2 separate regions of the Sus scrofa genome follow, and region 2 is linked to region 1. Evidence: chromatin contacts called from public Hi-C data. All regions are on one chromosome and are shown on one strand. Each heading gives the region's core, a stretch centred on a gene start, on an enhancer-like site or on the middle of the called end of the contact. The rest is flanking DNA. Distances are from core to core; before and after follow the strand shown.

Region 1 (7,046 bases), core at 2,982-5,481:
ATATTTTTACTTCTTTCTACTACTTTGGGTGCCTTTTGGTTCTTTTTCTCACTTAACTACTATGGCTAGGACTTCAAGAACTATGCTGAGTAGAAATGGTGAGAGTGAGCATCCTTGTCCTATTCCCGACCTTGGAGGGGAAGGTTTTAACTTTCACCATTGACTATGATGTTAGCTGTGGGCTTATCATAGATGACCTTCGCTATGTTGAGAAACATTTCTTCTAAACCTCATCTGCTGAGAGCTGTTAATCACTAAAGAATGTTAAATTCTGTCAAATGATTTTTCGGCGTCCATTGAAATGATCATACAATTTTCACCCTTTGTTCTGTTAATGCGATGTGTCAGATTTATTGATTTGTGTATCTTGAACCATCCCTGCATCCCAGGGGGAACTCTACTTGATCATGGTGAATGATCCTTTTAACAAGCCCTTGAATCTAATTTGCTGGTACTTTGTTGAGTATTTTTTCATCTATGTTATTCAGGGATATTGGCCTGTAATTTTCCTTTCTTATAGTGTCTTCAGCCTTAGTACCTGGGTGATGCTGGCCTCGTAAAATGAACTTAGAAGTGTTCCTTCTTCAGTTTTTTTGGAAGAGTCTGTTAAAGACTGGAATTAATTCTTTAAATATTTGAGAGAATTCACCTGTGAAGCCATATGGTCCTATGCTTTTATTTGACAAAAGATTTCTGATTACTAAACAAAACTGAGTTTGATTGCAAATGGAAGCTTCTCGGGAAAAGGTGAGGAACAGGAAGTAAGGGGATTGAAATTATGGTCAATTAGTGCTGTTCTCTGTAGTGAAATCTATTCTGTGAATCACTGCAGAGATTCTGGCTTGCTGGAGTCTCCAGTTCAAAGTCCTGGTGGGCTCTCAACTGTTCCCTACAAACGCAATTTAAGTGCAAAGGGAAGTCAATTTGGCCTGAGAAGACACCACAATATTTGCACTGCTGAAAGTACCCTGAAAGGAGATGAGGAAGTCTTTCAGCAGAGATCTGCAAGAAGGAACTTAGGTTTTTGGTGTCTCTTTATTGTTTGTTGAGCAATTTAAGATATTACCAGATTCCCAGCTGTGACTGAATTCCCAGCCCATGAAAAGTGCTATTATTATTGTAATTGAGCAAAGTTATCAATAATAATAATCAGTGCTTATCTAGGGTATACTATGTACTTTACATGCATTATCCTACATAATCCTTATGTCAGCCTATAAAGAAGTAGCTACTACAATTTTGAGGTTAGCAACTTGCCCCAAATCAGAAAGACAGTAAAAACAGAGCTGGTCCTCTGACATCAACCTTTCAAATGTTTTCTTAGGTCAGTCTCCCAAGGCAAGAGAAATAAAAGCAAAAATAAACCAATGGCCCCTAAACAAAGTGACAAGCTTTTGCACAGCAAAGGAAACCATAAAAAACAAACAAACAAAAAAACCAAAAAGACAATTTACAGAATGGGAGAAAATAGTTTCAAACAATGCAGCTGACAAGAGCTTAATCTCCAAAATAAACAAACAACAAAAAATGCTCAACATCACTGATTATTAGAGAAACACAAATCAAAACTACTATGAGGTACCACCTCACACCAGTCAGAATGGCCATCATTCATAAGACCACAAATGGGAGTTCCCATTGTGGCAGAGTGGAAACAAATCCAACTAGGAACCATGAGATTGCGGGTTCCGTCTCTGGCCTTGCTCAATGGGTTAAGGATCCTGTGTTGCCATGACCTGTGGTGCAGGTCGGAGATGCGGCTCGGATCTGGTGTTGCTGTGGCTGTGGTGTAGGCCAGCGGCTACAGCTCCAATTAGACCCCTAGTCTGGGAACCTCCACATGCCAGTAGTGCGGCCCTAAAAAGACAAACGACAAAAAAAAAAAAAAAAAAATGAGTCCACAAATAACAAATACTTGAGGGGGTGTGGAGAAAAGGGAACCCTCCCACACTGTTGGTGGGAATGTAAATTGGTAAAACCACTTGGCAAACAGTATGGAGGTACCTCAGAAAACTATATATAGAACTATCATATGACCCAGCAATCCCACTCTTGGGCATATATCCAGACAAAACTTTCCTTGAAAAAGACATATGTACCTGTATGTTCACTGCAGCACTACTCACAACAGCCAAGACACGGAAACAACCTAAATGTCCATCGACATATGAATGGACTGAGAAGATGTGGTGTGTGTGTGTGTGTGTGTGTGTGTGTGTGTGTGTGTGTGTAGGAACACTACTCAGCCATGAAAAGGAACAAAATAATGCCATTTTTAGCAACATGGATAGAACTAGACTCTCATATTGAATGAAATAGGTCAGAAAGAGAAAGACAAATACCATATGATATCACTTACATCTGGAATCTAATACATGGCACAAATGAACCTTTCCACCAAAATGAAAATCATGGCCATGTAGAAGAGACTTGTGGCTGCCAAGGGGGAAGGGGAGGGAGTGGGATGGACTGGGAATTTGGGGTTAATAGATGCAAACTATTGCCTTTGGAATGGATTAGCAATGAGATCCTGCTGTGTAGCACTGGGAACTGTGTCTGGTCATTTGTGATGGAGCATGATAATGTGAGAAGAAAGAATGTATATATGTATGTGTGACTAGGTCACCTTGCTGTACAGTAGAAAACTGACAGAACACTCTAAACCAGCTATAATGGGAAAAAAATAAAAATCATTAACACCCCCCCCAAAAAAACAGCTGCATTTGAAACAGGGCTCAATGCTTCTGATCCTGATCTATATTCAGATAACACTGGTAAGTGTGAAGAATGACACAAGATACACAGCCATAACAACCTTTTGAAATCAAACACCTTTTATATGTGTATCTTCCCACTCCTCCTCAAAAAACAGGACTGTTTCTTGTTGACACTATTCTACAATAAACTACAAAATGGTACAGAGAGAAGCAAACAGAATTTCTTTTGTTCTGTCAGCCTTGCAAATATTTTTTCTGTTATTAGATCAACAGGAATTCTCTTTGTCCACAGACTGTGTATTGATTTCTACCCTAACTACACCATCCTCTTCTCTCCTTTCATATAAATCTTGGTCTTTCTCTTGGTTGCCTTAAGTCTCTAGGCTAAGGAAACAAACATTTGAAGAAAGCGCTTACTTTCCATGATAAAGCACTTAAAGATATTTCATGACATAGCCTTATTTGATATTCCCAACAATCTGCAAGGCAGACACTGTTCTCCACTTCGTGCATGAGGAAATGAGTCCAGGGTATAGGATGTTGAGGTTAAAATCACCTAGAAAGGAGCCTAAGAGCTCTCTGAACCTTGCCCTATGATAACAAAGCCTGACTCTCTGCCTTTCTCTTCATTCTCCTGGCTCTTTCCATAACATCCATACTTTTCAGACACCAATTCCATAAAGCTAAATAGGAAGGAGGAGTGGAGGGTCAGGATACAAAAATTTTTTGTTTTGTTTTGTTTTTTAGGGCCGTACCCATGGCATATGGAGGTTCCCAGGCTAGGGGTTGAATCGAGCTCCAGCTGCCGGCCTACACCACAGCCACAGCAACGCTAGATCCGAGCCACATCTGCGACCTACACCACACGCTGGACCCTTACACCCACTGAGCGAGGCCAGGGATCGAACTCGAAACCTCATGGTTCCTAGTAGGATTCATTACCTCTGTGCCCAACAGGAACTCTTTTTATTTATTTATTTTTTTCTTTTATGGTCACACCTGTGGCATATGGAAGTTCCTAGGTCAGGTTCAATTGGAGCTGCAGCTGCAGGCCTACGTCACAGTCACAGGCAACACCAAATCCAATCTGCATCTGCAACCTACACTGGAGCTTCTGGCAACAGATCCTTAACCCACTGAGTGAGACCAGGGATTGAACCCACAACTTCATGGATTCTATGTTGGCTTCTCGACCTGCTGAGCCACAATGAGAACTCTCATAAATATTTTTTACATAAAAAGTTTAAAATGGGCCTTTCCTGTTTTTTTTTGAGGTCTTGGTGGAGCATTTATTGCTGCCACCCCATAGTGTTGGGGTCACCACTGCCATTCGGCTGAGGTCTCTGGGATCCCCGCCGGTAGGATTAGCTGCTGGGGAATGAATTCCATGTGTCTGCATGTAAAAGAGGATGAGCGACTAAGGCCAGTCTTGGTGACAATGAGGTGTCTGTCTGGGATTTGAGTTGTGAACTGGTTAATGCAGTTGGGAAGATGCGAGCCCTCTCCCCGGTGCTGGAACTGTGTAATGTCACACCGCCACCTTGTGGTTATTTCGCGTGAGCTTGGAAACAAAGAGGGGCTTGACAAAACCAGTCATGTAAACCACTGGGGGCTTGGAGCTGGGACTGAGGGTGAAATGGAAGTTTGGGAGAGAATATAGAAGAGACATCCTAATTTATGGGGAAAAAAATAATTCAGTTGGTCATGAAATAATTTACTGGTCATGAGCGTAGGACTTGAAGTCAGACCACAGTTTAAAGTTACCAACTAAATGACCACTTTGGGCCTCAGTTTCCTTGTCTACATAATGGGAGTCATAGTAATTTCTCAGGACTGCTGTAAGAACTAAACAGACAATGCACGAAAAGCACGTGGCCCTGAATCCACGAAATAATAAGCCCTGCTGTTATCATGGAGCTGAGAAAAGAACCACGCTCTCCTCTCCAAAGCCCCAAAGAGACTCTCCTTTCCCTGCCTTCTCCCAGGACCCTCCCTTTGCACTTTGCTGCTCTTTTAGAGGCTTAAACATTTCATGTTTTTCTATCAAGGAAGTGTGGCTTTGGAAGCATTAAACAAAGCACATTACGAATAACATCTTGACCCTCTAGTAGTTTTGGGACCTTGTGCCGAGTCACATAAACGTCCGGAGCCTTAGTTTCCTCATTTGCAAAAGAGGGTGAGGCATCCCCATGTTTCCAGATTACAGAAAGAGTCTGACATAACACAGACAGAGCATCTGTCCTGCACATGGTCATCATTCAGCGTGGTAATTACCATTACGGTGACTACACCTATTCATTCCAATTTCCCAATCCTTCAAAAACTGGCAAAACCTTTAAACTTACCTTACCCATCAGAGATTCACTGGGTACTTGGAAGAGAAAGAACCACTACTGGTGTCTAATTATTCAGTTCCCATAAAATATTAATTTCCCATCATTTCATAATATACTTATTTTCTCAAGGCTAAATTTTCACACTTTGATATTTCTGACATCGAAGTATATATATATATATATATATATATTTTTTTTTTTTTTTGTCTTTTTGCTATTTCTTGGGCCGCTCCCGCGGCATATGGAGGTTCTCAGGCTAGGGGTCCAATCGGAGCTGTAGCCACAGGCCTACGCCAGAGCCACAGCAATGCTGGATCCGAGCCGCGTCTGCAACCTACACCACAGCTCACGGCAACGCCGGATCGTTAACCCACTGAGCAAGGGCAGGGACCGAACCCGCAACCTCATGGTTCCTAGTCGGATTCGTTAACCACTGCGCCACGACGGAAACTCCCGAAGTATATTTTTTAATCAACATGTATGTTTCTGTTTCTTCTCTGCAGTCCCCAATTCCCTCCAAAAAAGATGTTATTAAATCAGGGTCTATCTTACACTTGCCCACAGTTTAGGGCAAAGGAATGTAAGTGGATTCTACTTTTATCCTCCTCAGCATCCAAAACTCTAGATTTATGGTGACACCCCAAATGTTGAGCCATCAGAACATGAATTCCCAGAACCACAATCTTAGTATAGGGAGCATCACTGTGTGGTCCCATGCAAGGGTCTGACCCTCCTGGCTACATGACAATTCTCTTCCCTTGCACACAGAATGAGATTAGAACTCTTGCACTTCCCATTTCTCCACATCCCAGAAACAAATGACAAGGCCTCAGCCCTTCTCTGAAATCCAATGAACTAGATTCAGCTCTCTTTCCTAAATATGCAAACATGTAAGCACTCCAGGGATACCTGAGTTAGCAGCATGGAGGGTGAGCACTGAAACTGTTCAACCTTGGGTCAGAGAGGGAGCTGGACTTTCAAAGCCACTGGAATGCAGCTGGAATCGCTGCCTTGGTTTCTAACGAATGGGAACATGTTGCATAACTGAAGACAAGCCTGACATGCTTCATTTGTTATTGTCAGAAGAAAGAAAAAAAGACAGAGAAAAAGTCCTAATGTCAACTTTTTAAAAGACCCTCTGGTCCACTTGCCTGGATGACAACTAGCCCATCATCCCTAGACTCTCTAAGTCTTGGTAGCGCCTTCTCCAGTCCTCCTCTTGGCACTGCAGATAAAATGGTCTTTGTGGCTGCTTCTTTGGAAAAGTGACCTCAGTGGAGTGGAATAAGTAATAGGATGAAGGGATAACCAAGCATTTCACTCTGGCCTAAACAGGCTATTTTCAGCCATGGGGCACAGGTGGTAGGTCAGCCAACCAATACCTTTGCTAATCTTCCAAAGAAAAACAAAGTGAACATGGACAGATACCACAGGGCCCAAGAGAATGTGCTGGCAGCCAGGCTGAGCTACTGCCTGTAACTCTGATATCGGAAAAGCTGATGGCTCTTTCTTTTCTCCTCTCAATGCATCACTCCTGATGTTCGTGCTTATGGTCAATTGCCCAGGATGCCCGAGAAGGAGAGGCACCTGTTAAGACATAGGTGGAAGTCATCAAACAGACTGCCATTAGCTGCCATCTTCACCTGAGCTAAATGGAAACTGACACCAACACGGAGATGGTGAGCACAGGTCCCTTCTCAAGACAAGCCATTAAAGGGCAATTACAGTGAGTTATCACAGTTGAGCTGTCAGGCCCAGATGCTGCTTCTGATGTCTGTTTTACAGCAAAATGAAAGCTGAAGAGGAGGGTTTAAACTGAATGAGGATTTCTGTGGGATGCTGCTCTTGGGGTGCCTTCAACTCAACGCTCCACAGAGAGTCAATCTCCATGGAAATAAAGCTTATAAAAGAGCTGGTCTCAAAAATGGCCTCGGTTAGTCAACGACAGGAAGACCCAAAAGATCTTAACCCTAAACAAGTGAAAACTCTCTGG
Region 2 (7,046 bases), core at 1,814-4,313, 1.1 Mb before region 1:
CAGCTCCGATTAGACCCCTAGCCTGGGAACCTCCATATGCTGCAGGAGCAGCCCAAGAAATGGCAAAAAGACAAAAAAAAAAAAAAAAAAAATGTCCACCTGAGAAGTCATATACCATGGGAATATTGCTTTGTAAGTACAGAAAACTAGATGGACCTTCTTGTAGAACAGCCTTCTTAGATTGTGCTCTCAGCTCTGCCTTCCTGATATACCCACCTCCACTGGTCAAGCGGGAAAGCCAGAGAAAGCCAAATACCCATATCAAGTGATTATAATGCCTTCCTCACCTCTGGCCCACTATCTTTTTCCTAATTTCCACTGAAACAATCTCCATGTCACTGAATTATGTGAAATAAGACAATGTAAAGGAGTATTTCTGAGTAAAAGGAGTATTGCTTTCTTTCAATATACTACAGTTTCAGTCATGGTTCCTGCGGTTAAATTCTGATGACTTGTGTTGAACTTGGAAAGTACCTTATTACCTAATCTTGCTAAAGTATTTATTACTTGGCAAAGTAATCCTTTATCAAGGATTATTTTGGATAAATGTATTTGTTTTGTGAGTTCTTTGGAACACTTACTTTAGATACTTTTGAATGATTTTATTTATACATTATAGTTAAGAGGCATAAACGTAATATCTGATTTATAGAAAACTCTCCATAAAAAAGTAACCATTGATATATTTGGAGTTGCTAACAGTGGCTGACATTTTTTTAGTACTTTAATGCGTATTATCTTATTTACTCCCACAAAGTAGGTATTAGTAGGCCTCCTTCATTGTTGAAAAAATTAAGACTGAGTGGTTGAGTTTCTCAAACAGGATCACATAAGAGAAAAACAACAAATTCCACATTCAACTTCAGCCTTTCTGATTTCCAAATTTGGTGACATTTTACTATACGATTTCCCTCTGAGGCAACCTACTTGTATCTTTCTGCTCACTTTTTATGTCATATTAACATTTTCATTTCCTATACCTGTGAGTTCATCAAGCCCCCAATATGCAGTCAATCTCTTTTCAGCCTAAAGGACATTGAGGTAAGGACTTGATGTATTATCACCAAGCAGGTTATTTTCTTACATGGACCCATTGCTCTAGGTACAAGACTCCAGAATTCTCTTGGCAAATACCACCTTTCTGGGTCCATGCCTTAATCCACTACCGAAGGTTCCATTTCTTCTTAACTCTAAGTCGTGTTTATTACTACCCTCTGTAAGGTATTATTTCCCATAGGGAGAGTTGTGTCTTATAAAATGCATATGTTGAAGCCCTAACCTCTAATATATCAGAGTGTGACTTTATTTAGATAGTGGTCTCTAAAGAGGTAAATGAGTTAAAATGAGGCCTTTAGGGTAGCCCTAATTCAATATGACTGATGCCCTTATAAGAAGAGGAAAGCAGGACTCCTAGAATGAATGTGTACAGAGGAAAGATCCTGTGAGGACACAGCCAGAAGATAGCCATCTGCAAGCCAAGGAGAGAGGCCTCAAAGAAACAGCCCTGCCAATGCCTTGATCTTGGACTTCTAGCCTCCAGAACTGTGGGAAAATCAATTTCTGTTGGTTAAGCCACCCTATTTGTGGCATTTTGTTATGGCAGCCATAGCAAACTGATGCCACCCTCTTGAGGAGACGATCTGAGCTCACACATATTTTCTGGATCATCCTTCCTACTGACTTTCTGCCTGTCTGCCTAGATGGATCCCATAGGCTCCCTATATCCATGCTTTCACTGTGCCTCTTTCCCCATTGACCTTATTCTGATTTACCTCCCTGATGTGAAAAACCTGCCTGTCACCTCTGGCAGCAGTTGTGGTTTTCACTGTACTGCTGTCTGTAGATGCAACGGTAGGCTTTGCCTGCCCTTTGATAGATGTTAACAGTCCCCACCCTCCTCTAGTCAAAGTGCCAGCTCCTCTGAATTTCTCCTGAATTCCAAATAAGTGCTGCTATTTTTCACCCCTAGCCTGTTCCAGTAAATGATCTCCTTGGACTGAGGTCTGCTCACTCCTACCTTCTCTTTGCCTGACCAATTCCTACCTATCCTTCAATCCTCCATTTAGAAATAACTGCCTTGAGAACTTTTCCCTGACTCTACACAACTGAGCTAGCCCTTTTGCACATGTTCTCCCATATGATCCAACACTTACATCTTATTATATTATAGTTTGGTGATTCTCCAAGGAGTGAGTTTCAGAGTCAAGCATGGACTTGTTAAAGCAAAGACTGCTGGGCTCCAACCGAGAGTTCCTGGCTCAACAGATTTGGAAGGGCCTCAACAATTTGCATTTTTAACAAGTTCCCTGGTGATACAGATGCTGCTGGGACTAAGACCACCCTTTGAGAATGACTGCTACAGATAAATAATCTGTATTTATGGTTCCTTCCATTAACCTCCCCCATTTTACCTACAATAAATTGTACACTCTTTAAGAGTAAGAATTTTTGTCTTTCAAAGAACTGTGAGCCCAGGACTTTGCACATTGCCAAAGGCATGATAGATACTTAACAAATAACTGTATAATATATAAATAAATAGAAATGGGAATTCCTTACTTGAGAGAATACTTTTTACAGTAACAGGATGCTAAAAAATGTTGTACCAAGGCTAATTTAAAATACACAAACAAGAGAATCAGTGCTCATTTAGAAATGGCTAAGGGTCTAAGCAGAATGTTATTTATACTGGTCTGGTATGCACACAAAACTCTTTTATAAGAACTTTGAGTAGGGTTATTTTGCCTCAGGGAAATGTAAAATGTATAGCTCCAAAAAAAAAAAAAAAAGTAAAATACGATGTGAAAATGAGTCATTAGGAAAGCTAGTCATTATCTAAGGAACACAGAAGGGAGCCCAAAAGCAAATACAAAACAGAGGAGCTTCCAAGACCCAGGATTCCTCCACTAGTAGAACTTCAAATTGCAAAGGCGGAAGAAACAAAGCCAAAAGTTCGACTCTGAAAACACTACGCAGAGGCAGAAACAGCTGCATTCCCTCCAGGCTCAGTCACTTTTACAAGAGTGATTTTCTTGAAGTTTTAATGTGCCCTGCAGCCCCCTAGCTTCCCTCCCAGCCTCCTTTCCTGGTCCCATCAATTCATTAAGGCATCACGCAGGGACCCAGCAGGCTGCACCTCACTGACTCAGCTGAGCTACGTAAATATTAGTGCTCTGGGACCACCGAGAAAGAGTAGCAGCGATTTGCCAGCCCCTCAGTCCTTTTTCCAATATTTTTCTTTGAGTAAAATGTCAAAACAAGCAGTTAGAAAGCTCTGTTATGCTGACTAGCTGGCTTCCCACCAATTTATGTTTCTATGGGCTCAAAAGATCAAAGCAACATCACTTCTTGAACACCTGAGAAGGGTGAAAAGGGTCACCCCAAGGGTTCGCTGACCCAGTTGAGTTTATCTTTAGCCATCCAGGAAAAGGTGGGTCCTCAGGTGGACCTCAATAACAAAAAGTCCATTCTAAAGCTGGGTGTCAATGTCTGGATATTTAATCCAGCCTTCATGCTGTTCTAAGACAGGTATCAGTTTAACCGTAACATCTTCTATCACCATTTTCCTCTTCAAAATCCTTACGCGGTACCCTCTGCCTAGAACTAGGGTAAACCATAGGTCTCAGTTCAACAAAGATATTCCTGGTTCACATTCTCATGAGGGGTATTATTAATATCACCTCTCTATGTCTCTCAAAAGTGTCTCAGTTTAGACAAAAAATGGTCACTCTAACTACAATCTTGCACAAGACTTTTTAGGATGTGGATCTACCTTTTAAGTCTAGCTTCATTTAATGCCTGTCATCAGCTATTCCTAATTAATTAGTTTCTCACTATATTCCTGTTTAATGACCATACTGCATAGCAAACACATGTTTGTTAAAGCACTGGATATCTTACTTTGTAAATGTCTCCATAATAATTTATATCCCAGTCATGGGTAATTCTCAAATATAGCAGTTATGTCTTTTTATCTTTACATTATACCTCAATGTTGAATGAGTGAATGAGTATAAAGAGTAACATAGAGGAAGTCAGAAATAGTTGGGGAGGAATGTTTACTTCTGAGTGTTCTCCAAGTCACACCTTTTAGTCCAAGTGCCCAAACCAACATGGAGCAACACATGCACCAAAGAGCTCTGTTTAGAAGAATCTTCATATGTACACCCCATTCCTACTCAGGGAAAACTCTGTGATCACCTCCTTGCATGGTCTTTGTACTTCATGATCTTACTGCCCAAGTTAGCTAACTTAACCTGATCAGGAGTTATACTAGTAGTCTGGTGGACCTGGCCTTTTCTTCCTCCTGGGCAAAAAAAAAAGAAAAGAAAAATTCCTTCTTAGTGTTAGAAAAGACTCTCTGAGCGGCCTTCCTCTCTTGCTTTCCAAGTTGGAAGGACTGCATTAGCCTTGGGCTATGAATAAACTGTTTCTTGACAGCATAATTCATGAAATCCAATTTGTGAACATACTATATGACTCTGATAGCCCCAAGACATGATATTAAATGGAGAAAAATAAAACGTCAAGAGGGAAGCTCTAAAATAGACTGGGTTAGAGGTTTTTGATTTCTCTTACAGCTTCCTTAGTTCTAAGTGTGTTCAGCAAATTCAAGCATAGAGTGAAAGCTTGGAGATGAACATGAGTATCTTGCATTTCTCAGCCTGTAGCACGTAGAGTGCCCACACCTTGTATATTTTCTGCTAGGACATGCCTCAGTGTCCAGCATCCCATTGGTCTCATTGCCTTTTGATACCAATATTTAAAACAAAGTCTGCACAAAGTCTAGAATGATTTTAATGAAGGAGACTTAGTCCCAAAGGTTAATGGGGGTCCGTTGTGTAAAGAGTAATGCCTTTCAATGGTGACAAAGTATTACTCAACAGTGTTCAAGCCACCTCATCCATCATCACTTTGAATTGTGTTTTGTTACTGATGTGAAGTTTAATACAGAGTCCACCGCAAAGCATAAGACACTTTTCCCCATGCTGACCCCAGGGGCACATGTCAGCCAACATCTGGGCGCCACAGCTATAAGGTTTTGGAGAAGCCTGAGCATATATGCCTCTTTTCAAACAGCACATGTGCTCATTTGAAGCATGCACTCTGGCACCACAGGCACCAGTCGTAGTGTGATGGGTCCTATAAAATAGTCGATCATGCATTTTACTATTTTAATCAAAGGAAGCATAGCATTGACATTTCAGTAAGTACACAAAGGAACAAAGCAGAACCTTGACGTGGAGGGAGTACTCGCACCCAAATGGAAAACTGATTAACAAAGGGCCTTTGCAAGACAAACCCAAGGCACTGTGTGTCAAGAGGAACTACAGTTGGCCAGTTGTCTTTCTAGTTTTTAGCAACTCCCCAAAAGGACAAAGATGTTCCAGCCAAAAAAGAGAGAGAGAGAGAAAAGAGAAAAACGTTAAGTGATTTTTCATAGTATTTCCCCAATAGTCTGTGTTTGACATGGACTTTTAAAAGCATTCCTTTGTTGGTTCTTTCAGTAGTAACAAACAAATGTCCTCACTTAGAAATACAAAGGCTTTCAAAATGCAAGAAAGAGGAAAGAACTACCACTGGAGGGTCGGCTGTAAGACAGCCCCTCAGGCAGACAGCTGTGAGGAGGACTGCGAAGGGTGCCACGTCATGCTGCTGCTTTCTGCTCACTAGTTCTGGACAAATTCTAAAAGGGCAGGGGGACCGCAGTGACCAGCTCTGTAATCTCTGAGGCTTGTCAGATTCATAGCTATGGGTGACTGACACCCAGCCACAACCCTTCTGAATCAATCACAGCTAACTATATGATGAATCTATCCATGATTAATGATTTTAGATGCCAGAGAAAAAGAATGTTGACCTTCTCTTTACAGATTCCTTCAAACTGCTAAAGTAATTTGCTTTCTTTATACTGGGTTTCAAAATTGTTTACATGTTTTTGCCCCACCTAAGTTGTTCCTCACCTTCTTTACAAATGTTCTTCCAGTATTTTTCCTTAGTGTAAAAGCCATAAAGATAAGTTCTGTTTTATTAAAAACACAAGGAATATCGGGATTTTTGTCCTGTTACTCTGAGGCCTATTTTTATACTCTCTAATCTCTACTTTCAAAAACATAATATATAGTATAATGTAAATACAATTATTTTCTCATTTGGGAAATATATTTTAGAGTAAATACTGGTGATATAAAATATATCTTTTGATAAAATCCCAAAGATTAAGGCAGGACAAATTCCAGTTACATGTCCTATTTTGATTTTAAACTTTGTATTTCATTCGTTTCTATGATTAGTGATTTTTTTCCTTTTCTTAACCTCACAGTTGTAAAAATTTTAATGACATCTACTTGCTACTAAATCACTTGTCACAAGAAAATCTTCATTTTCCCCACAGCATTTACCTCATTCTAGTTAAAAGGTTGATTTAGACAGTTTGTTTTCAAATTGCTTTAAATTTATTGCTGTTGTTTCAATGAGGAGGCTTCATTGCATTGTGAATTTCTAATATTTACACGTTAGTCATCCTTGCGCAAAGTTACACCTCAACTTAATCTTTTCCCCTACACTTCTCTCATCGATCCCAGCTTGGGATACACTCATGTCATTAAAGATCCTGATTTCCTCCAACATCCTCAAAATTTTGTAGAAAGTTACCTTACTCACAACTAATCCACTGAATTACACATGTTTCTAATCTTCCTCTCGTGTTTTATGGTTTTCATATCAATACTGCACAAATTATCTGTCCAACAGTGAGCCACGCACGAGATTTTTTTTAAAAGGCTGAGAGACAAGTGCCAGGCAACTACTAAGCCTATAAAGGTGAAACTGTTAAGTCTAGAAGAATATTTATACAGACTGACTTCCTGCACAATGTGTTCAACAAAGCTAACAGAATTCACACAGATTTGCTACGAAACCACAGATTAATCGTATTGAAAGGATGATGCCCCACACGCACTTGTGTTTCACACACTTGTGTTCAATGGCACAGTAACACACATACACACACACACACACACCAAATAATGAATAACTTGAGAAAC

The links. Hi-C and Micro-C count contacts between places; a contact is called where the count stands out from the background.
Region 2: a Hi-C map of omental adipose tissue shows a contact between it and region 1, with 1.9 times the contacts expected there. The contact joins two enhancer-like sites. A contact is called at or near these places in 13 of 47 Hi-C or Micro-C datasets (adipocytes, adipose tissue, alveolar macrophages and 9 more) and 2 of 2 datasets of contacts at active chromatin or transcription factors (alveolar macrophages and skeletal muscle).

The regions. Positions count from the first base shown.
Region 1 is chr5:90,390,171-90,397,216 of Sscrofa11.1, reverse strand. No RefSeq gene overlaps it. Among named protein-coding and RNA genes, the nearest start is that of PLEKHG7, 81 kb to the right of the region's middle. Within about 2 kb of position 4,231, at least 3 of the 83 cell types and tissues checked have an H3K27ac peak or open chromatin away from gene starts, as enhancers often do. A contact at or near this core is called in omental adipose tissue, where this site is marked.
Region 2 is chr5:91,514,233-91,521,278 of Sscrofa11.1, reverse strand. The region is part of intron 4 of LOC102159901 (a long non-coding RNA gene); the gene reads right to left. Among named protein-coding and RNA genes, the nearest start is that of DCN, 160 kb to the left of the region's middle. Within about 2 kb of position 3,063, at least 10 of the 83 cell types and tissues checked have an H3K27ac peak or open chromatin away from gene starts, as enhancers often do. A contact at or near this core is called in omental adipose tissue, where this site is marked.